Linked DNA regions of Mus musculus: regions 2, 3 and 4 are each linked to region 1. The links are chromatin contacts, called in public HiChIP or PLAC-seq and promoter capture Hi-C maps. All regions are on one chromosome and are shown on one strand. Each heading gives the region's core, a stretch centred on a gene start, on an enhancer-like site or on the middle of the called end of the contact. The rest is flanking DNA. Distances are from core to core; before and after follow the strand shown. Region 1 holds the start of Tmem18 (transmembrane protein 18). Region 2 overlaps Pxdn (peroxidasin). Region 3 holds the start of Lamb1 (laminin B1). Region 4 overlaps Lamb1 (laminin B1).

Evidence for each region. Promoter capture Hi-C pulls out the DNA fragments that hold promoters and counts their contacts. HiChIP or PLAC-seq counts read pairs in DNA pulled down with a chosen protein or histone mark.
Region 2: a contact with region 1 is called in an H3K4me3 HiChIP or PLAC-seq map of forebrain, with 10 times the contacts expected there. The contact joins the enhancer-like site here to the promoter of Tmem18 in region 1. A contact is called at or near these places in 4 of 39 promoter capture datasets (the 3T3-L1 cell line, the C10 cell line, embryonic stem cells and 1 more), 2 of 115 datasets of contacts at active chromatin or transcription factors (forebrain and stem cell-derived neural progenitor cells) and 1 of 9 other capture datasets (pancreatic islet).
Region 3: a contact with region 1 is called in a promoter capture Hi-C map of the C10 cell line. The contact joins the promoter of Lamb1 here to the promoter of Tmem18 in region 1. A contact is called at or near these places in 5 of 39 promoter capture datasets (the 3T3-L1 cell line, the C10 cell line and hippocampal neurons), 1 of 15 datasets of contacts at CTCF or cohesin (the NIH/3T3 cell line), 1 of 484 Hi-C or Micro-C datasets (nephron progenitors) and 1 of 115 datasets of contacts at active chromatin or transcription factors (stem cell-derived neural progenitor cells).
Region 4: a contact with region 1 is called in a promoter capture Hi-C map of cranial neural crest. The contact joins the enhancer-like site here to the promoter of Tmem18 in region 1. A contact is called at or near these places in 5 of 39 promoter capture datasets (the 3T3-L1 cell line, the C10 cell line, cranial neural crest and 2 more) and 4 of 484 Hi-C or Micro-C datasets (cerebral cortex, cortical neurons and embryonic fibroblasts).

The regions. Positions count from the first base shown.
Region 1 is chr12:30,581,146-30,587,165 of GRCm38.p6, reverse strand. It overlaps Tmem18 (transmembrane protein 18), which reads right to left and starts at 2,723. Exons shown (of 5, transcript NM_172049.2): 1 at 2,604-2,723; 2 at 1,576-1,696. The coding sequence starts at 2,660.
Region 2 is chr12:30,001,344-30,007,224 of GRCm38.p6, reverse strand. Pxdn (peroxidasin) reads right to left here. Exons shown (of 23, transcript NM_181395.2): 17 at 3,801-5,304; 18 at 1,375-1,509; 19 at 491-699. Among named protein-coding and RNA genes, the nearest start is that of Gm15691, 55 kb to the left of the region's middle. Within about 2 kb of position 2,739, at least 79 of the 459 cell types and tissues checked have an H3K27ac peak or open chromatin away from gene starts, as enhancers often do. A contact at or near this core is called in forebrain, where this site is marked.
Region 3 is chr12:31,261,069-31,266,979 of GRCm38.p6, reverse strand. It overlaps Lamb1 (laminin B1), which reads right to left and starts at 1,687. Exons shown (of 33, transcript NM_008482.3): 1 at 1,379-1,687; 2 at 114-289. The coding sequence starts at 1,415. Gm32899 (a long non-coding RNA gene) reads left to right here and starts at 1,888. Exons shown (of 2, transcript XR_381427.4): 1 at 1,888-1,970.
Region 4 is chr12:31,317,453-31,323,016 of GRCm38.p6, reverse strand. Lamb1 (laminin B1) reads right to left here. Exons shown (of 33, transcript NM_008482.3): 24 at 4,384-4,753; 25 at 2,914-3,098; 26 at 1,878-2,119. Among named protein-coding and RNA genes, the nearest start is that of Dld, 31 kb to the left of the region's middle. Within about 2 kb of position 2,001, at least 21 of the 459 cell types and tissues checked have an H3K27ac peak or open chromatin away from gene starts, as enhancers often do.

The DNA.
Region 1 (6,020 bases), core at 1,474-3,973:
GTGACCAATTACAATCACTAGAGAACGAGATAATAGATCTTTACGTGTTCAACAGAATACCAAAACCAAATGTAATTCCTATTTTAACTATGATATGGTAAGGACTCTAAAATTGTCAAGTTATAAAATATGCCCACTTAATAGGAATCAGAAAAAGATCAACACATCTGTGACATGCCAAGGGTCTTACCCAAACTCCCATGAAGCCGTTCTATCCTGGCAGGACCACCACCAGGATCCAGGTGCAAATCTCGGTCTTATCACCTCAGCATTTGTGAAGAGGAAGTAAGCAACTGCAGTGGTTTTTTATTCTCTGAGATTGTAATGAGCCATAAAGCATACAGAGCACACAGCAGTGTCTGGGGTTCCCCAAGAACTCCTAGGGTTATCCCTCTCCAAACTGCAAGTGCATGCATTGTCCTTAATCTTAAGAAGTTGATCCATCTTTCAAGGTCCTTCCCCCGAGACTGCCGTGCACACTAGCTCTGCACCAAGTTCTCAACCTGGCCCTCTCACCTGCTCACCCCTATGCCTCTCCACTCTGCCTGCAGAACTCAGGCTCCTCCATATAGTCCCATGTACAGACCTCAGTTCTTATCAAAAGAATCATTACAACTGGCACCAGGACAATTAGAAAGCTTCTATGGTTAACTACTGAATCCCAAGTGTCCCCAAGGAAGCCATGCTAAGTTTAGGAGTCTATTTTGCTTACCAGTGTAACCCCAAAATTTCTCAGGTAAAATATTCCAAATGAAGAATGGACACCTTTCTGTTGTAAGCTCACATTTCCTGCCTCTCGGTTCCCTGGTTAACTGTCTAAAATCAGCTTTTCCACTCATCAAGAAAACTCTCCCCACCCTTCCAGTGTCCACAAAAATCAAGTATTTACCCTGTAACCACTCAGTTTGGGACACTTTGCTCCTGGGGATTGTGGTATCTGACCTATGAGCCAGCTTCCTTCCCATGTCCCACCCTGTATTTTGGGGGCTCTGAACACTTATTTTCACTGGGGCCAGACCTCACACCTAGGCCAGTCAGCTGTTACTCATCTTTTCTTCCTGACATTTTACTTTGTATCCTTCTGACCCAACTGAGGGGCCCAAAATAGTGAATGTCCCCATTTGGCCAAGTACCAGAACTTTTACTGTGTGCCTGTTTCTGTGCAATAAAGACTCTATCTTTCTCCATTTCACGTACCTAATTAATCCCTACATAGAATTCCTAAAGCCATTATCTTTAAAAATAACCAAAAGTAATATTATATGCATAGTCTGATTTCCAGAGCAGGCAGTATGGGACTAACCCCAGCAAGAAAACATCTACATGAGAGATAAATTGCACTGAACTCAAAGCAGGAATTATCTGTGTAAGAGTCAGCATAAGAGAATCAACATCTTAGTGTACAGATGTTTGGCATCCTTAGTGACCAACCTAGAACATGTCCAAAGATTACTTCATGATCTCCATATAGAAATGAAGGCTTGGGAAACGCTGTGAAAACACAACGCAAACAAACCCAGGGGCAGTATCGCAGCAATGAGAGTGAGCAGAGGGATTCAAGGTTCTCCTACTCACCCAGACACAGGAAGTGCCCGATCTGTAGCTTATACCTCTGTGAGGAGAAGCAAGTGAGAAGGAGGCACAGCAGGTGGAAGGCAAGGAGTCCTAGGAGCCACGGCTCTGTCCAGTCTGTCTCCTGTGAGGAGATAGCGTTAGAAACCTGGAGGGCAGCGAAACGAAACTGCTTTCCTGTGGGGAGTGGGAGCTACTGGTCCCTTCCATTGAGTTTGGGGGTCTTCCATTGGTGTTTGTATACAACCAGAACTCTCAGACAAGCAGGAGCAAGCGAGAGGAAACAGCGATGCCTCAATTGCAAACACAGTCACAGATTTTTATATAAAGATTTTAAAGTCTGAGCACACAGGATGGAAACTACTGTCCACTTGCCTCTTTGGACTGGGTGAAATCTAGAGGGTTATTATCAACTAAACTAACGAGCTAAGTAAAGTCATGTTAACTTGGAATGTGTGAAGCTGCGTACACCAAGCTCCTCTGTGCATGGAGGTCTGGAAATGAGAGCCATCCTAACCTGCAGAGCTGACTGTCCCTGACACTTCTGCACCATGCAGCCGGCTAGTGTGCTTTGGGGTCTTAAGTACAGTCCCCAAGGCTCCAATCTTTCTGATTCTGTCTCCAACTAATATTAAGTTCCTAGTCCCGACTTCTTAGAGCTTCCCATGCCATTTTCCAAGGGCACGGCTCCGCAAGGCAAGACCAGCTCCTCTATCTGGAGCCCTAAAGCTCTTGGGGACAGCTTGAAGTCCAGTTACTGGGTAACGCTCATCTCTTCTGTGCCACATCGGAAAGACAGCGCACTTGAGAGTCTCTCCAGACACTGGCAGGGAAGTCAATGTATGGCGCTAAGACGCCACCGGGGTGAACACTGGTGTTGGGGACTCAGAGGACGGCCGGTGCGCACCCGGGAGCTGCCCCATCCAGCGGAGCAGGGAGCGGCTTCAGGCAGCCCGCCCGCCCCTGCGCAGTTCTCGCAAGAACTAGCAAACCCCACCAAACGCCGGCGCCACTTAGAGCCTGCGAGTTACCATGATCACCGCAGGGATGCTGACTGGGAAGGATCGGACTGAGTATGCGGACGACATCGCGCCAGGGATCCCAACAGCCGGGACGAGTCCGCAGCTTCCGACAGCCGGGAAAGGCGCTTAGACTTCTCGCGAGATCTACGGGTACGAACCTGGCGCTTGGCTCTTCTCGCGAGAGTTCTGACTTTTTTTTTTTTTTTTTTTTTAAAAGAGCGTCCAACTTTCGTTATTGCAGTAGTGCATTTCTGTAAGAAGTGTCAACGTGCTCACCTAGTTCTGTTTCTTCCAGACTGCCCAGAAAGCGGAGGGTTCGTGGGTTCCACAGATGCAGCCGGCGGCTGGGGAGAGTTTGCCAGGGTCCGATGGCATCCTTGCTCCAGTAGCCCGCCAGGCAGCCGGCAGGAATCCCACTTCTACCCCAGTGGGATAAGGACACCAACCCACCCACAAAACTTTTCACCTCAAATTTGTCTTGCCTAAAAGAAATGCAGGCACAAAGATGAAGCAGAGACTGGAGGAATGGCCAACCAATAACCAGCCCAACTTGAGACCCATCCTATGGGCAAGCACCAATCCCTGACACTATTAATGATACCCTGCTATGCTTGGGGACAGGAGTCTAGCATAGCTGTCCTCTGAGAGGCTCCAGCCAGCAGCTGACTGAGACAGATGCAGAGACCCACAGCCAAACACTGGACTGAGGTCGGAGACTTTTATGGAAGAGTTGGGGGAAGGATTGAAGGTCTTTAAGGGGCTGGGAACCCCACATGAGGGCCAAAAGAGTAACTAACCTGGACCTCTGGGAACTCTCAGAAACTGAGCTGCCAACCAAAGAACACACATGGGATGGACCAAGGCCCCTGAAACATAAACAGCAAAGGCGCAGCTCAGTCTCCATGTGCACACACACACACACACACACACACACACACACACACACACACACACACACAACTGGGGCAGAGGCTCTCCTAAAGCTGTAGCCTGACTGTGGTATCCATAGCCCAACAGGCCTCAGTGGGAGAGGATGTGACTAATCTGGCAGAGACTTGATGCACCAGGGTTGGGGGAATACCCAGTGGGGGCTCACCCTCTCAGAGGAGATAGGGAAGGTGGGAAAGGGTCTCTGTGAGGGGTGACCTGAAGGGGGTAGCGTTTGGGATGTAAATAAAATGAAATAAAAAGTCCCAGGATGAATATAGTGTCAGGTCTCACCATGCTGGATAGATAGCAGCTGAATCCTATAATCCACACAGCCCTTACCCAGAGAAATGGGCTGCCAATGGTGTCTGTACCACAGGATTCCTGTCCCACGAAACCGAGATAGACATTCCATCAATAGGACATAGTGAAGCAGCCCTATCCAGTAGACTGGTGCATATGGTATCTGCCCCCAAGGCCAGCAATGAATATACAGTCAGTACTTGCAGATGTAGGATGGGCACAGTATTCTTCCCCTTGGCCATTCACATCCTAACTCATTGATCTAGAATAGACAAAGATAGTGGTGTTTCTATGGATCTATGGGATAAACATGGCCCTAGTAACCTTGTGTGGCTGGCGATGCTATCCCAATTCTGGGGTGGTAGATTGCTCAAGGGTGACATAACACTGGACAGTTTGGAGTATCCACGATCATGCAGACTGAGCCATCTTACTTTTACACATGTTATTGGAGAAGGGGCAGGCCATGGAATATGAACTGGTAATGCATTGTTTAATGGTTTTAAGTCAATCCACAGGAGGCTGTTAAACACAATTAGTTCATGTGTGAAGTTCTCCTAACTGCTCGTGTAAACAGTGAGGACCCAGGATTCTAAGTCTTTATGTCAGAACATAAACCTGTGCACACGTGCATGGCCTCTGTCATATGATCAGGGCTTGCTCTTTCCCTTGGTGGTGTGATCACTGATGCCATAGCCACCTCCACTAGTCTGAACAGTGACAGTCATAGTCTGTCTTCTTCACCGTTTAATGGGCTCTGATGTAGTAGTCCAATATCCTCCATCCATTTAGCATTGCCCAACCTAAGGCTTCCTCCTCTCTCCCAGAGGCACGCCCAGGCTGTCTTTGTTACCTCCTCTGTACTTTTCAGATTTGGGCTACTCTGCTTCTCAGGTATGTGCTCCACCCAAAGTATGCCTCTTCACCAAAGGTATGGAAATGGGGAAGAAAAAGAAGAGGAGGAGGAGGGGTGGGGGAGGAGGAGTGGGAGGAGAAGCTGGTGGTGGTGTCAAGGTCATTTGGATGTGCTCTAAAGTTGTGCTTTAAGGAACACAGGGCGTGTCCACGATACCCAGCCGAGGACCCTCCCTATTCAGTGGTTTTAGTGTCATTTGTTTAGAGTTGGTGTGTGGGTTAGCTATTCCTGATGATTTTTGGACCGACATCAGTGAGGATATGAAATGAAGAGTAACTGTAGTTGCTCTGTCATGGTGATGGGGTCCACCCTTCTGGCCAATTTGCAACCAAGGAAATTAAAAGCATCCATGATGGTGACATGGGACTGAATTCCTAGGCTGTGGAGTCAGCCATGAGTACCTATTATTAAGCGATCTGCATTGCTTTCCCTGGCTTGCCCCAGCTCAAACTCCTCCACAGGCAGCACATGAGGACTCTTACCTTCATTTCGAGGTACCTGAAGTCTACGATTTCCTCTACACCTGTACTGTGTCCCTGCCGCAGGCTTCTGTCTCACAGACAGTTCTTTATGCCACAGCTAGAGATCTCTCAACACAGACAAGACTTCTCAAGTGCTTCGTGTGAACACTTCACAGCTGTCCTTTGCCCTTGAGACCCCTTACCCCTTCCATTGTCAGGCCAGGCCCTCCTCTTCTGGCCAGGCCCTGTCTTCTTTTCTCAGCGCTCCTCCCTTTGTCCCCCAGCCCTTTGGCTCTGATGCCATGGTGTCCTCACAGTCATCCAGGCCTTTGGAGTCCCCTGGCTGCTCACTTTCACCTCTTCAGCCTTGTCCTCTGTGTGCTGGCGTCTCTGGGCTGCTCTAACAAGGTACCGGCAACTCTGGTGGAAGATTAGAGGGGAAGAAGGATCCCTCGCTCCTGGAGATCAGTGTTCCGGGCTGATGAGCGAGTCCAGCTCCCGAGTGTTCCGGGCTGATGAGCGAGTCCAGCTCCTGAAGGCCCTGGCACACTCTACCGACCTCCTCTCAATCCGGGTGCTGCAGAAACCCAACACACATTTGGTGGGCAGGGTCTTCCTTCTGAGTTTCTTCTTTTGGTTTGAGCCCAGCCTGACCTCCCACAGTTTCACCTAAACATGATCCCATCTGTAGGGACTTCAGTATGGCTACATTTTGTCCTGGTAGGTTCTGGCTACCACTTTCTCATATCTTCCTTGTGACACTGTTCAACCTACGATATGGCTTAACGTTGCTAGTATTTTTACCCATATTATTCATTT
Region 2 (5,881 bases), core at 1,490-3,989, 580 kb after region 1:
ACTAAGATTAGAACGAGGCTGCAAAAGATCTTCTAGTGACATCTTAACGTGAGACATCTGCGGTGATAACTGCCATCGAGAAGTGCACTGTACTCACAGTAGGACAAAATGTGACATTAAGCGCATGGAGTTTATGACCACACTTGGCTCAGTGGTTGGTGTGAGCATCTTCTGTACTGAACTTCCACCCACACTTTATAGTGTACATCTACAGGGTAAAGCAACCCTCTAGCCTTGGGTGCCTCCTACGTTCATCAAGAGGCAGAGTGCGTGGACTTACCAACCTATATAGCTAAGGCTCAAGGCTAGGTGCTTTTACAATAAAAGATAAAACTGGACATTCTTCCCTCAGACCATGTCACCGTTCACTAAGCAAAGCAATCACAAACAATTCCCACAACGAGGGGCAAAGGCCACTTTCCCCGTTCTCAGGCAAAGCAGCAGTAATGGGGACACAGTGAGGGCAGGGCAGGGTGCTGGCAGCATGTACCTTCACAACAGTCCTGCCACACTCGCAGGTCCACCCTGGGGATGTCCTCACAGCTGCTATAACCGTGGGGGAACTCTGCCACCCTGAACACATCCTGCTGCACACGGGTGATGTTGTCTGAGTTGTCACAAAGGATCCTCGCCAGGGACGTCTGCTTGAGCTGAGTCAGCTGGGCGGGGGAGAACACGCCTGGGTTCTCATACCACAACCTGGACTCCGGGGATGACAAGAGCAGGGTCAGTGGGGTCAGCAGAGGGCAGGGAGAATGTCAGCCACAAGGATTCAAGCCAATATGGAAATCATGGATTCAGTTAGCAGGAATTAAAAAAAAGTATATAGCCACCATTGTTCAAATTCCCACCCAATAAATGAGAGAAAACAGCAAGAAGATGGCTACTCTTGACAAAAGGATGGATAGTGAAACTTCTAACTAAACTCCTCAGCTGATTCTTTGGCCTCTTTCCCATTTCCTAAAGTAAATTAACATTATTAAAAAGAAAAAAAAATCATCTTGCCAAAAGCCTCAAGTCTCAGTAAAGTTGTTAGGGTGCACATCTGAGCATGAGGCCAGCCCAAGCTATACAAGTGAGACCCTATCTCAAAAACCCAAACAAAACAAACAACAATGCTCTAATCCTGGTACTGCCTGGGATGGTCAAAAGGCTCCTGGAAATATATCCGTTCTCACTGGCTCCAGAGGCCAATGGTACCTGGGACTCAGGTGTGTTAGCCTGAAAGGGTAAGGTGCCAGGCAGCCTTGAGGAGGTACGGAGCCATCTGAAGGGCAGCAAGTGGGAAGGGGCTCTCCCTGTCCTAAGCAAGCACAGGTCCTCTCTGCCCCAGATCCACACCAACAGTGTAAGACAAGGTTTTCTAGCACCCACCTGTCTCCATCCCGCAGGCGTCGGAACTGTGTGCTGAGCAGGCACATGAGTGTGGGCCCCAAGCGGCTGCCAGGTACTAGGTCTTCTACCATGAGGGCTGGGAACAGATCAATGTTGAGAGTCGAGCCATACAGCCTGCAATAGACAAGGACAAAGTTGAGTGTGCTCATCATAGCTGCCTGGGATATGAAACACTGCAAACAGGAAAAAGGCCCCCATACATCCTCCAGACATTTCCTGGACAAAGAGAGCTCATTGCTATTTCTTTAAATCTTCTTTAATCACATTTTAAAGAATTTTCCTCTTTTCCTTGTATATATGAGGGATATATATATATATATATATATATATATATATATATATATATATATTTACTTATAAGTGATTTGAAAGCCAAAAACATAAGAAAATTAAGACATAATTCTTTCCTGTGCTCCAGGGAGAATCACCCAAGTTCATGAGGCAACCTATCTATCTCCTCACACCTATCCTTTTCCTTAAGTATAAGAACAATGAATAGTCTAATTGAAAAGAATAAGATTAAACCCTACAGTATAGAGAAATGTATTTGTCAATGGAAATGCTGGTTAATTAAATAGGGTAGATATCTAACATGAAGCTTAAACATTATCAAATGTTTAACAAGCATTCTCTTAGGTCCTCCATGCCCTGGGAATATGTATGCCCATACAGAAAGATACAGAAAGAACCAGCAATGCCAAAAGACTTTTGTTTTCTAGCCTTGTGCAATTTTCTAAGAGCTTACAAGGCACCAGGTAGTCTTGGTTCCAATTGCTGCAAGAGACTGTGCTGGAGTCTGAAATAACATCTTCCAACCCCTACGCCCAACCCTCCATTCCCCACCAGGCTTGGAGCGACAGTGGAGCACCCTATAATCTATCGGAAAAGACATACATTCATCTCCCAACATGACAAACATTCCTCTTCCATCAAATCTACTCTCATCAAGCTGCCATCTAGCTTGTCCAAGCACAAACTGTGGTCACTGACATTCAGGGACAAGCACCCTGGCCTTAAGCCTCCCAGGCCTTACTGGAAGTCACCTGCCATGAGGACAGAGAGGGCTGCTGGCTTTGCTGCGCGGGCACCAGATGACAGTGTCACCTCAGGATGCCTGCTCTTTGCCCTCCCGTCTGTAAAGGGGTAGCAGAAGGCTGAAGGATATGTTTCAGGTCTGCTGGGGATGCTCTCCATGGCACTACAGAGCCTCCCCCCCGGAGGGGGGGTAGCCTGTGGACCCCACCAGGGAGAGAAGCCCAGATTCAGCCCACGTCTTCATCTCCAGGCTGCCCTGAAATGTAAAACTTCAACAGGCTGCCAGGACAGTAGACGACAGCTGCGTTCCCCAAGGCCTGCTGAAAATCCTGGCAGCCCAGGCTTTCATGGCCATTCAGCTCTCCTCCCAGTCACATCTCATTTTTTCCTCTTTGTAATTAGTTCACAGAAAGAATAAATGACTAGTGTATGTGTGTATGTGTGTACGTGCGCGTGCATGCGTCGTGTCTTTGCCAAGGTCTCTCCCCTTACAGCTGGTCCAGGCCCACCATCTCCAGCAGCAGCAGTGGCAAGATTACCAGAAACCAAGAAGTTCTGAAATATTTTGGCAAGCAAAAGCAAAAATGAACTGGGAAAGCCATCCGTGGCCATCTGGATGGGGACATGATGCCCCATGAAGTAGTCAGTGAGCATAAATCCCAATTAAGCATAACGGTGACAAAAAGATATATTGTCCCCGTGGAGAACTCGCGTGCTTCCCTCGCCAATAATCAAATCCCATTATGTAAGTGCACTGGAGCACAGGGAGGCAGCTGTCATTCAGAAACTGCAGTATCTCACAAGGGAGACCTTCCTGCACGCCTCAGGTCTGAACAGCCCCTAGGAGGCAGAAGGTCCGAAGAAGCCTGGCCCTAGATGAGATAACCAAATCCCGAGCAGACCAGTTCTATCCTCTGAGTGGTGGGTTATTCATCTCCCATGAAACTTCCACATCTGTTATTCAGCTCCCAGGCCAGCTCTCCTCTTGTATGAGCAATAGCCACTCATGCATGAGTCACACTATAGGTGGAGAGCCAGGCCCAGGAGGCTGGCCAGTCTGAGGCCCATTTGCCATGTGACTTTACTGTCCCAGCTAGGAAAGTATAACTGCTATCTCAACAGAAAACTCCTTACAGTTTACAAAGTCTACCTCCTGAGCACAAAGAGGTGGGCAAACACGACTACCCCAACCCTAGGCTGGCTCTGTATGTAGCATCTTGGCCAGCAGACCACAGGCTGTCCAATCTCAGTCACCACAGATTTCTCTCACCACTGAAGCTTGAACCTAGAGACGGTGACATCACAGTTCACAGCCAAGGTCTCTTGACATCTACATACCTATCAAGGTGCCTCAGTTTACCAATACCCACCTCTGCAGTTTCTCCCGGATCACAGGGCTCTTGATCTCATTTTTCAGGTCCTCAAAGGTGTAAGCAGCCGACAAGTTGCAGTAGACTCTGTAGTCATGGTAGGGTGGGATGCCATGGTCCCGGCCTCGCTGGATATTGATGGCAGCCAGGTCCAGGGCCACTGTGTGGGCCATGGAGAACAGCCTCTCCGTGAGCTCTGTGTTCAGCAATTGAGAGGGAATGCGCATCTTCCCTGCCACTCCAAACAGCCCTCGGAGAAGTGGGTCGATGCCCCCCTCGTTGACAATCCGGAAGGGCGAGAAGAAGGCTTTGTGGAGGGGCACATGGCCCTGAGGGATGGGCTCAAAGTTCTCATCCAGCCGGTAGAGCAGAGGGTTGATCAGAGTGTGACCGAACCTGAAGGCTGCAGTGGCAAAGGCATTAAAGATGCCAGCATTGACACTGGGGTCGTAGCCCCGGTACTCACCGAGCATCTTCATGCCCACCTCCCCCAGGATCTTGGGCAGCCAGTGCCGGTAGGTGATGTGCTGTATCTCTGCCCCGACTATCTTGCGGGTCTCATGGTAGACAGTGTCCCCATCCCAGTGCGGGTTTAGCTTCAACAGCTCTGCTGCAATGCGGTTGTGCTCCCGGAACCACAGCGTATGCATGCTGGTCAGGCCAAGCTGCTCGTTGGCACGGTGGTCGCCGGCCAGAAAGCATGGTATCGGGCTCTCGTTCTCATCGCGCATGCACTCAGTGGGTGGCCCGGTGGCAAAGGGAAGCAGGGGCTTGCCAGACCTCTGCACAATGCCCTGACGCAGCAGGCCACGGTGGCTGGCCAGGTCCCGGATGCTGCGGGCTTCGTGGTCTGTGCTGCCGTACACATTGGAGGCATCGATGTAGGAGGTGAGCTGGTTGATCTGCTCTCGAGGGTACACAGAGTTCATGAGCAGGGACGTCATGCCGCTGCCACACACGGGGCTCGATCGCACGAAGAACATGCATCGGGCGCCACTCCGCACCCGGGGATCATTGGGGGGGATCATGACCGAGAAACAGGGAGGGTCATTGCTGCACACAGAGCTGCAATGCTGGCCGTCAGAGAAGCGGGCCTGGCTCAGGGCTACCACTGTAGAGTCTAGGTCATGGTCAAGGAACTGGCCCCATTGCATCAGCATGTGTGTAAACTGCTCATCGGGGGTGATCACCTCTGTCCCAATCAGTGTGGTGGACACCAGGCGGGGCATGGGTAGTACATGCCCATTGTACTGACGCTGGGAATTAATGCCCCGGGGTGTGTTGAACCCATTCTCATACACAGCCTTCAACAGGCGCTCAAAGGCGGTCAGTGAGGCACCCCACATCGGGTGCTGTAGATTGTTGCACGTGCCATCGTGCGTCCTATACTTCTGGTGGAAGCACATGTCTGAGCAGTTGTTCACGCGGCGGTGTGCAGTGCAGCCTGACAGGTTGGCGATGAGGCTCAGGTACTGCGGGGACACCAGATCATTGTAGTGGTAACCTGCAACACAGTAGAGAAGTATTGGCTTCTACCAGCCATGGTGCAGACCACTGCCTTCAGAGTCTCCGCTGGTGCCTGCAGATGCTCTGGCTGCTGATTGGGTGGAGTATTCCCTTCCTGCTCAGCTCACTGTTTGCTGACAGTCTTGACGCCTTTCCATCAGGTCTATGGTTTTACACGACTAGCTCTAATAAAGTGATTCCTCAAGAAACCCAGCACATTCAGAGGTCCAAAACTGAGGGCCTTCAGCCTACCTCATATTGTTCCATGGAACAGGCAGAGAAGCACCTCCACACCAGCCCTAGGTCCTCTCCTTGTGGAAGAGCTTCCCTATGCCCATCAATGTTCACTATAGTGACTAAATATACCAAAGCACCTGTCTTCAGAGTCCATCCTATAGCCACCTGCAAGTATGAGTCAGACACTTACAGGGGCCTCAGACTCCTGCCACCCTCTCCTTTCCTCTGTCATCAACCCAGGACACTGCTCATGACACTGGTCTTGCTTCTCACAAAATCCACCATAAGACACACCCATCCACCTGGCCAGCCAGGGGCAGATTCCCACTAGGTTGCCT
Region 3 (5,911 bases), core at 438-2,937, 680 kb before region 1:
GTTGTACTTCCTATCTGGATTGACAGCAGGATGTGGAGTCTCCTGGGCAAGCCCCTTTGATCGGCCAGGAGGAGGATGCAGCCCACAATGCATTCTCTAGACTCGTGTCTTACCTGCAGGTGGCTAACAATACAGTAGGGCTCTGGTTTGTGCAGTCCACATGTCGAAGTCACGGAGAGCTTTTGCGCTCGGCCGATGAGAAGGTCGCCAGTGGCAGGGTAGCAGCTGCCTTCTGCGCAGCCATAGCTGAACTCCGGTTCCTGAGCGCACACTCGGGTGCCCCATAGGGCTACAGAAAAGAAAAGCAACAAGGTTAGGAAGAAAGAAAAAAAAAAAAAGCAACCGACAAGCCAGGGCAAAAGAAAACAGCAGGAGGGGCAGACAGAGAGGATTAAAAAGAAAGGAGACTACATAGAAAAAACACGGTGGAGAGATAGGCGCAGAAAAGGCCTGGAAAGCTGGGACAAGGAAAAGACAGAAGGATGAAAGAAAAAAAAAAGACTCAGAATCGTCATTAGGTTTGACTAGCAGTCAGCTGAGCGCAGCACCCAGAAAATACAACTGACTTTTTTGTCTACTCTGATCTACCCCTCTATGAAAGGTGGACAGAGTGATCCGGTCACTTCGAAGTGCCTGGACCAGGGCGCAGTGAGGTTGACCCTGCCAAGCGCTGCACACCCGCTAATGAAAACCCGCGTGCACATGGCAGTGCGCGCATCCTCGGTGTGAGTGTGGTTAGTCTGGGGGCGGGGGGGGGGCACAAAAATATGTCCGCGTGCACGCGCCAGGGTCACCGGCGATTGCGCCGGGTGAGGCACCGCGTTTGCCACAGAAGCCCTGAGCTAGAGACGACTGGTGTGTCTCTGTAGTGGCTTCAACGCTTCGCCATTCCAGCAAAGCACCCGGCCCAACTGTTCATGGTGCCACCCCGAGACAAACAAGGATGGTTAATTAAAGCCACATGGCTCCAATCTGTTCCCAAGTCGAAGCCTGCTCTGGGCCCCGACACTTTTGTGCGTAATTGGTTTTTCCAGGACCCTCCGCAGTCTGCCCAGCCACAGCAGGGAGCCTGCCTTCCGCAGTGGGGAAACAGCGTTTAACTGGTAAAAGGTGCAAAGCCCTGGAGCGATCACCTCGGAAACCTGCAGGAGCGCGAGCTCTGTGCGCAGAACCCAGTGGATGCGGGTCCGCGGAGCTCCGCGTGCGCGGTCCCTGGCCACCACCGAAGCGAGAGCGGTGGCGATCTCACGGCGTCATTTCCAACCACTCTCTCTCCCCCGATCCCCCAAAACTGCCTTCAAAGCGGGGGCAAACCGGTTTGGGGGTTTTCTTCCCTAATGCCGGAGCACACCCCTCCCCCCAACCCTTACTGAGTTACCTAGGACACCAAAGGCGAACACCTGGAGCAGCCCCATGTCCAGTCCTCGCAGACGAGGGGACGCGGCACGGGAAGGAGGACGCAGCAGGCAAGCTGCCTGTCTTTTCTTCGGGTCTTCCTTTCTGGAGAGGTAGCGGGGAGAAAAGGCAAATGTTGGGAGAGAGGAGAGGGGCCCTTCCATTTCCTGCCGCTCCCACGGAAGCGGGGGCTGGGCCCAGGAAGGGGGTCAAGTCGCTTAACTACTTTGTTCTCCTCACCCGGCTGGGCGAGCGCTCAACCCGCTCCTGGCAGCCCACCGGCCCAAAGAAGGGAATTAGAAAGTTTCGCCTAGGGAGGAACCGAGGGAGGCGTCTCTGCTCATGCGCACATGGAGAGCGGGGGCGGAGGGGGCGGAGGACAGCAAGTTGGCTAGGGGTGGGGGTTGAGGTCCAGGTCCCACCTCCCCAGGCGCCTCTTTTGTTTTAAGGCAGCGTCTGCTGAAGCTGTAGGGCATTGGTACTTGAGTTCCCAGCGTGGGCTGGCGGGTCCGTTTCTGGGCGCGCTTCCCAAGTGGAGCAAGCTGGGGAGGGATGCGTCGGGGCTGGTCCCGGAGGTAGGTGTGTAGATCGGCCGGCAAAGGGGGCCGGTAGGACCTACCGCGGACTTATACATTTACGTTTATAAGAAGTGAGTCACGAAATGTGCCCAAGGCTAGGAACTCTGGCAACTAGCGCTAGAGGGAGGTGAGCTAGGTTAAGCCCTTAGAAAAAGGGTCAACCTGTCTGGCTCTTAGGAACTTGAGCTCCTATAAGCATCCTTACACCACGACTCAGGATCAAAGAGCTAGAGCTTTGCGTGGGTGGGTGCTACATGTGTGGTGTCTTCCTATTTCATAGGAAGGACACCAGTGGCTGCACATTCTTTGCGCACGAATTTATTCGGGACGTACCTATAATCTCTGGTACCCAGGGGGTTATAGCTCTGAATTCTCTTCTGTTAAAATATACACAAAATAACCTGTGTTACCTGATCCCGGGTAATTTCTTGAATTCCTTTTCCCACTTCACGGTGGAAGGGTTGACACAGCCAGGAAGTTGGAGATTTTTGATGAGACACCCTTCTCCACACTACAAACAGAATCCTGCAACCACCTTAAGCACGCAGGGAGGGGAAATGGGGGGGTGCTCTAAGGAAGCCTCTCATAGCGCTTCAAGGTTAAGTGGGGGTAAACAGAAGGTCTCTGTCACTGGGGAAACCTTAGAAAGGAAAAAGAGCTTGGGGACCACAGACCCCAAACCTTTGTAAGAGCCCAACTTGTCTGCCTTAAGTGTTCCTTAGTCTGACCCTGGAATGAGGGAGCTTAAGTCAGCTGTTAGACTAGTCAGGTGTGATTGCTTTCCAGCCATCACAAGGAGAAGGGATTAAGCGGCTGATTGGTCAGTTTTTAACTCAGCTGAAACGAAATTGGGCCTAGGGAAGTTTATAATCATTAGACCATAGAGTTCGCTGTTCTTGGAGTTTAGAAACCTGTGTTAATTATTCTCCAAATCAGCCCTTGCCCCGATGCAGTTTCTCCAGTATTTGGCCCCGCAGATGCTTGGGATTCCCAACGGCTGGCTGCACAGCCTGCAGGGATTGAGAGTACCCTACAGTCGAAAGGGTTTCATTCTGCAATGGGTGTCTAATAATATAATGCCAACCTATGCTCCTTGCTCAACCTTTAGGGCCATGAACTAAAGTTTTATATTGGTTTACATCTACCCAAGTTGCAGGTGACATTCAACTCCTCTTTTCTTCCTTCCTTCCTTCCTTCCTTTCTTTAACACTTTGGTGGTTTTTTTTTTTTAAAGATTTATTTATTTTATGTATATGAGTGCATTGTTGCTATCTTCAGGCACACCAGAAGAGGGCATTGGATCCCATTACAGATGGTTGTGAGCCACCATGTGGTTGTTGGGAATTGAACTCATGACCTCTGGAAGGGCAGTCAGTGCTCTTAACCACAATGCCATCTCTCCAGCCCACAACTCCTCTTTTCTGAGACTGGCTTTTGCTACAGTAGCAGACAAGTCCTGCTGGCCCCCTGCCCCTGGTCAGTGAACTCTCTCTTTATAAAGGGTCAGCCACCTTCAACACTCTCAAGAGACTGGCTGCTTTCCTGACCACCTCGCTCACAGGAACCAACACTACTAAAAACAAAAACTAAATAAGGGTTTTTGCGCTTGCGTGTGACGCATGTGCGTGGGGGCCATCGGTTGACATCTGGTATCTTTCTCCGTTATCCTCCTTATTTATTGAGACAGTGTCTCGTTGAATCTGGAGCTCACTGAGCCCACCTCAGACTTGCCTCCTCTTCTCTGCTAAGAGCAACATGCTCATATAAAAAGCTGCTGGATCTCTTTCATCTTAACTAGCCGTGAAAGGAGCCCTGGAGCACCGTGCAGCCCCTGTCTTCCATTCCTTCCTCTCTGTAGCCCAGGCTCTTGTCCTTAGGGTTTCTGCTTCCTCACAGCTCCACCTCTGCCCCACCACAATCCTGCCTGCTTCCATCTCTACCATGGCTCTTAGCTTGTTCAGCTGAATGCAGTGCAGTGCAGTGCAGTGTACACACACACACACACACACACACACTCACACACCCACGCCATGGTCCTCTTTGTCCCTGTAGGGACATATGCTTCAAATGACCACACCCTCCCTCTTTGAGACTCCTCCGTCCGGGCGCCCAGGACACAATTCGGATGCTTCTCCCAGGATTTGACCTTTTCTATTTCTCTTTGCCATCTCTGATCCGGTAAACACCAGTGTTCCCCAAGGTCATATCTTCTCTATTTGCCTCCATTCACACACGGTCATCCACATCCAGGGGCTCCACCAACTGCCCTTGTCCTCCTCTCTGTCCACATCTGTATCCTTTATCTGACTCAGAACTTTCTAACAGGCCACCAAGTGGCTCCACTTTGCTTATGAACAGGCACGTAAAATTGATGCACAACCGAGCTCATCCTTCCACCCACCCTCAGACAACAAGATGAGTTAACTGTCATTTGGAGTATTGGTGCCGTGGTTCACCCCTTACCTAGAAAGCCGGGGACTTTCATGTGTCCTGGTGTGATTAGCAGGGAAACAAACTTGGAACTCCGTTATTGTTAATAATGACAGTGACAGCAGAGGGTATAAATAACATGTCAATGAAGCCAGCCCAGCTCGCAAATCATGGATACATCTCCTTCAGCAACTCCTTTGACCTGACCATGAGGTCCTGCTCTGATTTCCTAGCATCTAGCTGCCTCCCCAGCCCCCCACCCCCAGCCCTGGCATTCTTATTTCCAGATCCTGTCCTCTCCAGTTAGCTCCTCCCCAGGACTCTCAGGAGTCTTCAGAATCATAGCCTTCATCATATCATTCTCTTGTTTAAAAGCTATAGTGTGTGTCCTCATGACTACTCATGTGCCCTCTATGGTGACGGAGTTGCACGTCCACTTGGCTTTTTGCACAGCCTTTCCCTCTTCCAGCATTAAGCCAGATGCAGTGTTTGTGACCCAATGCTCCAACTATGTGCTTATGCGCTTATCTCTCCCAGGAGACAATGAAGCAAGGACAAGCACCACATTTTCCCCCACCCACCCAGACACTGGCCAGCACACCACCAGGTCCACCAGAGAGGTGCTCAGTAAGCAGGGTTTGAATCAAAGTTAAGACTAGTCTCTGTTGTAAAAACATCCTTAATTCATATATGTCTAGTTACCTACTATGAATTTGTTTCTAGTAGGAGGACGTCCCTGCCCTATTGAGTTCATTTTAGGAATACTTTCGAATTTTACACATGAACAAATTCTTGCAGCTTAATAAAGTATATACAACTTCATTTTTTTTTTCCTGAAAATGTTGCAAGTTTGGGAGGAGTGGCTATCTTGGTAATCAGCCTGCTCAGGGCTTCACTCTGGCCAGCTACACTTTCATTCATACCCACCCTGGAGAACTCTCCGATTTGGAATGGGCAGGTGGGATTGCAGATTATTGCCTATTATGTCTGAGAAAATATGGGGCAGGTATCTCCTGGAGGCACGTATTATTCCCACTTGAAACACTTCCACCCAGAACCACTTTCCAGGTCATCTCATTTCCCAGGATTTAAATGCCAAGTGTGCATCATCTTACATTCTGATGAACAGTGAGGCAGCGAGGACTTTGCATTCAAGGCTTTGATCTTTAGATCGGAGAACCTGACTATTTACATAAGCTTGTTCTTTAGAAAAGTATTTGGATTTTGGCTACTTTGAAAATTAGATTGAAGTGTATTTCTGGAGATTCAGAATTGAACCCCCCTCCTTACACACACACACACACTGTGTAGCCCTGGCTGTCCTGGAACTCACTTTGTAGACCAGGCTGGCCTCCGACTCAGAAATCCGCCTGCCTCTGCCTCCCGAGTGCTGGGATTAAAGGTGTGCGCCACCACCGCTCGGCTCTTAAGTCTTATATGTCTGCTTTTACAAGAAAATAATATGAATAATACCACTTTAGCTGATTAAGGGAAAAAACAAAACCAAC
Region 4 (5,564 bases), core at 752-3,251, 740 kb before region 1:
AACAGTTTGCGTGAACACAGGGGAATAGATCTCAAGTTCCCTCAACCACCCCATCCAGCTAGTGAGCACTCAGTCCTTTTTCCTTAGCAGAAACTTCCTAAAGATCATAGCACATGACTATGAAATACAGATGCAAACAGGGAAATTACAGGCATTCTGTGTGATACGGAAAGAGTTGTGCAGGAACTAAGTTATACTTAGCACTTTATGAAAACTGTACTGAGACAAGCAGGATGTACTGCAATGGAAAGCAGTTACCAGACTACCCCCAACATAAAAGTATCATTTTAAAGACGGTATTTTTAGTAGAGATGCTGTGAACTCTTTTGGCTCAAATGTTTGTAAAGTACCTATAATCCCAAATATGTTAATAGCCACAATAATGGTTTACAGCCCATAAGCATGTTGGAATAATTGTCTTCTATGTGTTACGGCAGAAAAAGAGCCCACTCAAGATGCGAACTTAAAAGTCTTAGGAGTGCTTTCTACGAGCTCTCTGGCAAGCACACTGGATGTGCTCTGTTTCAACAAACATGAACAAGGACAGAGAGCCAGCACAGCTGAGCTTTCCTCAGTGAAGATCAGGAAGTACTGAGGAACACAAAGAGGAAAAAGTCAATTCACAAGAAGATGGCAGCTGAGAACCTACAGAAATAATCACAGGATAACTGAAACAAAAACAGTGAGAAAAAAAAAACCATTAAGCCACGTCTTACAAAAAAAGCCTGCACAGAGAGGGTGCCGCCACTCCACACCCATTTCCACCCACTCTTTAAGATCCACTCTGTTGAAAGCAGAAGATAATACCAACCCCTAAACTTTGCAGGTGTCCAAAAAAACTGACCACAGTTCAGGATGGGTGACACGCTTGTCTGTTTCTGACTGCAGACGTGGGCAAGAGGGGCGATGGCAGGTACAGAATGGTTAAGGGTTTTCCTGTCTCCAGTACACATGGCTGCTACAGGAGTGGGGACTGCTGCTCTCCGGTGCTGCTGGGGTCTACAGTGGAGGCAGTCACCCTCTTATGTCTTGAGAGAGACCTGAAAATACTTGGTGCTACTATCCAAGGTACCTAGGGCCCAGGGCCATAAAATGAGTGTCTTTGCCAGTTTTCTTCCCACCTGACTCTTAAAGATTCCTCTGTCTAGGCTGAGAAAAACTAGAAGATAATGTTGGTGTATATATAAAAATATATCTCAGTTGTCTCAGGTTTCCTCCCATGAAAAAGAAGAGGAAAACCACAGGGAAACCTGGCTTGGTTTCCTTTTGGCCTTCTGCCTGGTTTTCATTAAACTCACTACTCAATTTCACCTGGCTCCAGAGTTACTTTTTAAAAGCTTCTAAGAAATTAATCTGCTCTTTGAGGCCAGCTCAGACCTTAAGCTTTACCAGGTAATATTACTGGAACAAAGGAACATTTTAGCAAACACCGATGGAAAAAGGTTCTGTCCCTGAACAATTTTAAATTCTTCCACTTGGATGTTGCAGTTCAAAGCAAAACAAGCAAGGTTTTTTCTTGTTTTTTTTTTTTGTTGTTGTTTTGTTTGTTTTTGTTTTGTTTTGAAGGCCACACTATAAAAAGGATCTAGTTTCAGAAGTCAAGTCCCTCAGCAGATACAGGAGGTGGGGGAGGGGCTGCCCAGAGGAACAGTTGAGGCAGGAGCAGGCAGGGAGACACACACATGCTCTGTTCCCCATGCCTTGATCACGGCTAACTGACAGTGGAGCCCAGCACCTTGAGCTCAGGAGTCACCCCTACAGGATTACGAACAGCAATACTGGAGCAAGGCAGAAGGTGTCTGTTTTCTTTGTCTCTTTATAAAAACAAAAAACAAACAAAAAACCCAGAGCTAATGAGAGCAAACGCCAAGCCTCACCATCTGTGCAACAGCCGACAGGTCGAGACTTTGCAGTTTGCCGGCCAGTTCGTCCAGGAGGCGTGCCTGTTCCTCCTGCTGCTCCTTGAACGGAGACTCTCGCTCCAACATCAGATCTTCTACTCTGTCTCGCGTGAGGGCAGACTGCTCCACAGTGCTGTTGGGGTCTGTGGTGGAGGCATTCACCCGCTTCTCTGCCTCAAGAGACATCTGGAAATACTTGGTGATGCTATCCAAGGCGCCTGGGACAGGAAGCGAAATTGCCCACAGTTAACCTCCTTGTCCCTGGGTCCTCCCCAAACAGTGCCCATTTTTGGTATCTGATAGCCCTGATTTATACTGGCTTTAGGATTCAAGGGGAAAAGAAATCTGGAGGGAAGCAGAGTTTCCATGTTACGAACAGTAAATCTCTTCTGTCCCATCAGCCCCTGGTCAAGCACTGGTGTGAAAGAAGTCAAGCCATCATGCACACACCATTTCTGTATTTAGGCAAATATCTAAATCCTGGTGTCAGGGAGCCTGGAGGTGTCCAGGTGACTGTTTCTCTTTATCTACTTGGGTCCATTCAAACAATTATTACACACATAAAGAACACAGTACATTTTGGCTATAGGGACCTAGTAAAACAAAATGACTACTGTGGAATTGTGTCATTAACATATGTCACCTTTGCTTTTGGGGGAGGGTATGATATAGCCTGCATTATTGATTATTAAAATATTTTTGAGTTACTAAGTAAGCAGTAATCTCAGATGCAAAAGGACTTGCAGAATTAACAATATTTTAGTAGCCACAGAGGCTAAGGACAGGCCAGGGAGTTAAACTGAGAAACGGACCACATTTTAATGCAGTAGGGCCTCTACTATGTCTTGTCCCCAGGTCCCGTACTGGAAAACCAAGAACTTTAAGCCCCACTTGTGCCAAAGACTCAATTAATAAAGATTTAAAACTGTTAGAACACTTTTTTGTTTGTTTTTAGAAAGTATTAAGTGGGTAGATACAGGGTCATTTATTATCCAGGTTTGAGATTTCTCACCCTGAATATCGGAGTTTTTGATAAACTCCAGCTGTTCTGCCAGCTCCTTCACGGTCTTGTCAAGGCTCTCTGCTTCTGCCTGCAGTGCGCCGAGCTCTCCAGCTGTGCTGTTACTCTGTGAAGCTGTATCAGTTAATTTCACTTCTACCTGCGCCATCTTTTCTGTGACATCTTTGGTTAGTTTCCTGTGGAAAGAAAAGCAAGCTTACCTAAAACTGGCCCACACTGTCAGTCTTACTTGTGGGTTCTCCACTAGCACAATCTCTCACTCTCTACCTTCAGACTATACTTCAGTTATACTCCTGTGTTTCAGCTTTCTTCCTAAAGAGACAACGGAAGCGAACACCTTTTCTTCAAATACTCTGAAGAAAAATACCAGTGAACCCTCAGCTCTTTGTGTGTGTGTGGGGGGGGGGGGGGGGGAGTTTAAGCCTCTGATATAAAATGAACAAGGGTGAGTGCAGGCTACCAGCTCTGAATGTAGGCAGCTGCAGTAAGCCCCCGACATACAAATATACAGACACACATCACATATTTAATGCTCCTTAAGTTGAGAGGATGCCACGAGTGACCCAACACAGAGAACAGGCACTAAAAAGGGTTACAGGATTTGGTGGCACTGAATATACGCAGTGGCTTTCCTGGTGATGGTTTTTCCCCAGAGTTTCACTTTTATTAATGAACTGATTCAAAAAAGGCTTTCATTTCTTTTCAGATCTCAAAAATATTACAATTAAGAATAATGTCCAGGCTGCGGGTGGTGGCACAAGCCTTTAATCCCAGCACTTGGGAAGCACAGGCAGGCAGAATCTCTTGAGTTTGAGGCCAGGCTGGTCTACACAAAGAAATCCTGTCTTCAAAACAATGAAATAAACAAACAAGTAATAAAATTATCATTATCTATCTAGAGCCTGTGAGGTGACTCAGCAGGTAAAAAGCTATTTGCTGCTAAGTCTGATGATGACCTCGTTTGATCCCCAGAACCCACACGGTAGATGGAAAAGACTTCGCAAGCTGTCCTGTCCTCCACTAAGTGAACACCATCGCAGGCACGTGCCTACTGCCTATCCATGGACAGATCAACAATTTTTACTATACATTTAATATTTTTTACTGGATTGAAGTAAACCTAGGACTTGACGTACTCTCAGGGCTTTAACTGGTAGTGTGTTATCCTTGCATTACGCTGTAGGGCAATGGCAAGAGCGAGCCAGGAATCAATGTGCCACTCAAATTCAAAGCCTTACACATGGCAAAGCTGAGACTCTATGGATCTTCTGCCTCAAGTCCAGTCCAGCTGCAAGCACTGAGCCTCAATCTACCCTGCTCACAGACAACACTGTAGATAAACAAGGGGCCCAAAGCCTGTAACAGACTAGAAAACCTAGCAGACGTACCGCTCCAGGAAATCTTTGCTCTTCAAATACTGAAAAGCCTTCGTGAGTGATTTTTGGCTCATTAACTACTTACTCTGCCTCCTCGAAGAGAATGCCAATGTTTTTCAGTGGTTCCGCTGCTGGGCTCTGGGCCAGGATGTCTTTTATCTCATTGACTTTCTTCTCTACAGAGTCCACGGTCTCTCGGTAGGGACCAATCACACCACTGATTTTCAGAGCCTTGGCTTTCTCCAGGAATTTGTGGGTCCTGTTGGTCAGCTCACCAATGATAGCATCCCAGAGAGCAAAGCACTGGTGGCAGGGTGTGCAGTCAGGAAAGACCCCCGAGTAACCTCTGGTGCACTTGTCGCAGCGAGGACCCTCTACACCCTCCACACAGACACACTGGCCCGTGGACTGGTCACACTGAGGTGTCTCAATGCCCCTGGGATCACAGTCACAGGCTGGAAGGGAAACAGAAATGCTAGTTGACTGACGACATCACAAGCTTCAGTGACAAAATCTGGCATTTAATATCCCCAAATCACTGTTAGAGCTTCAAGTGGCTTGCCCTAGTATGCTAACCCACTGACCCTTCCTTAAGAGTAATGGTAATTTAAAAAGTCAGTAGATAAGCCTTGTTAACCACTTCTTTTGTGGCAAGCATTGCGTATGTGTAACATGTATGTAACATTATTCAACCTTCACACCATCCCTGTGTCTGGGCAAAATAGTTAACACTATTTCTGTGGAGTAGAAACCAAGGTAGAGACATTATATGACCTGCTCAGAGTCTCACAGCCAGGAAATGATTTAGTACTCTGCATCTCCAGAGCCCATCTTGGCCTCCATCCCACCTCTGCTTCCAAATCTGAGCTCCCACATAACAAGGCAGTCTAGATGGTTCAGACTGCATCCTTTGCCAGCAGATACATCCTAAAGGACCGGCACCTAGCTAGTCAAGCCACCTGCTCACCAAGCAGAGTACCAAGCAAAGTACCAAGCAAAGTACCTTGTGCTTGGGAAGATCAACAGAAAACCAAATCTCAAGGAAATATGAAGAAATCAAAATTCCTGGTTTAAAAGCTCCCACCACAGACAATACACCTTGCATCTAAATACCCTCACAGTATAAGCAGCCGACTCATGGAAATGTCAGACGAGACTGCAGGAATCTTGGAAACCGCTGGAAGTCAGTTTGTCTATGACTGGCTCAATGTTGCTGGTACCTTACCCAGAGGCAAAAATGGCAAAAGGTAAAGTCCTGCCTGGCAC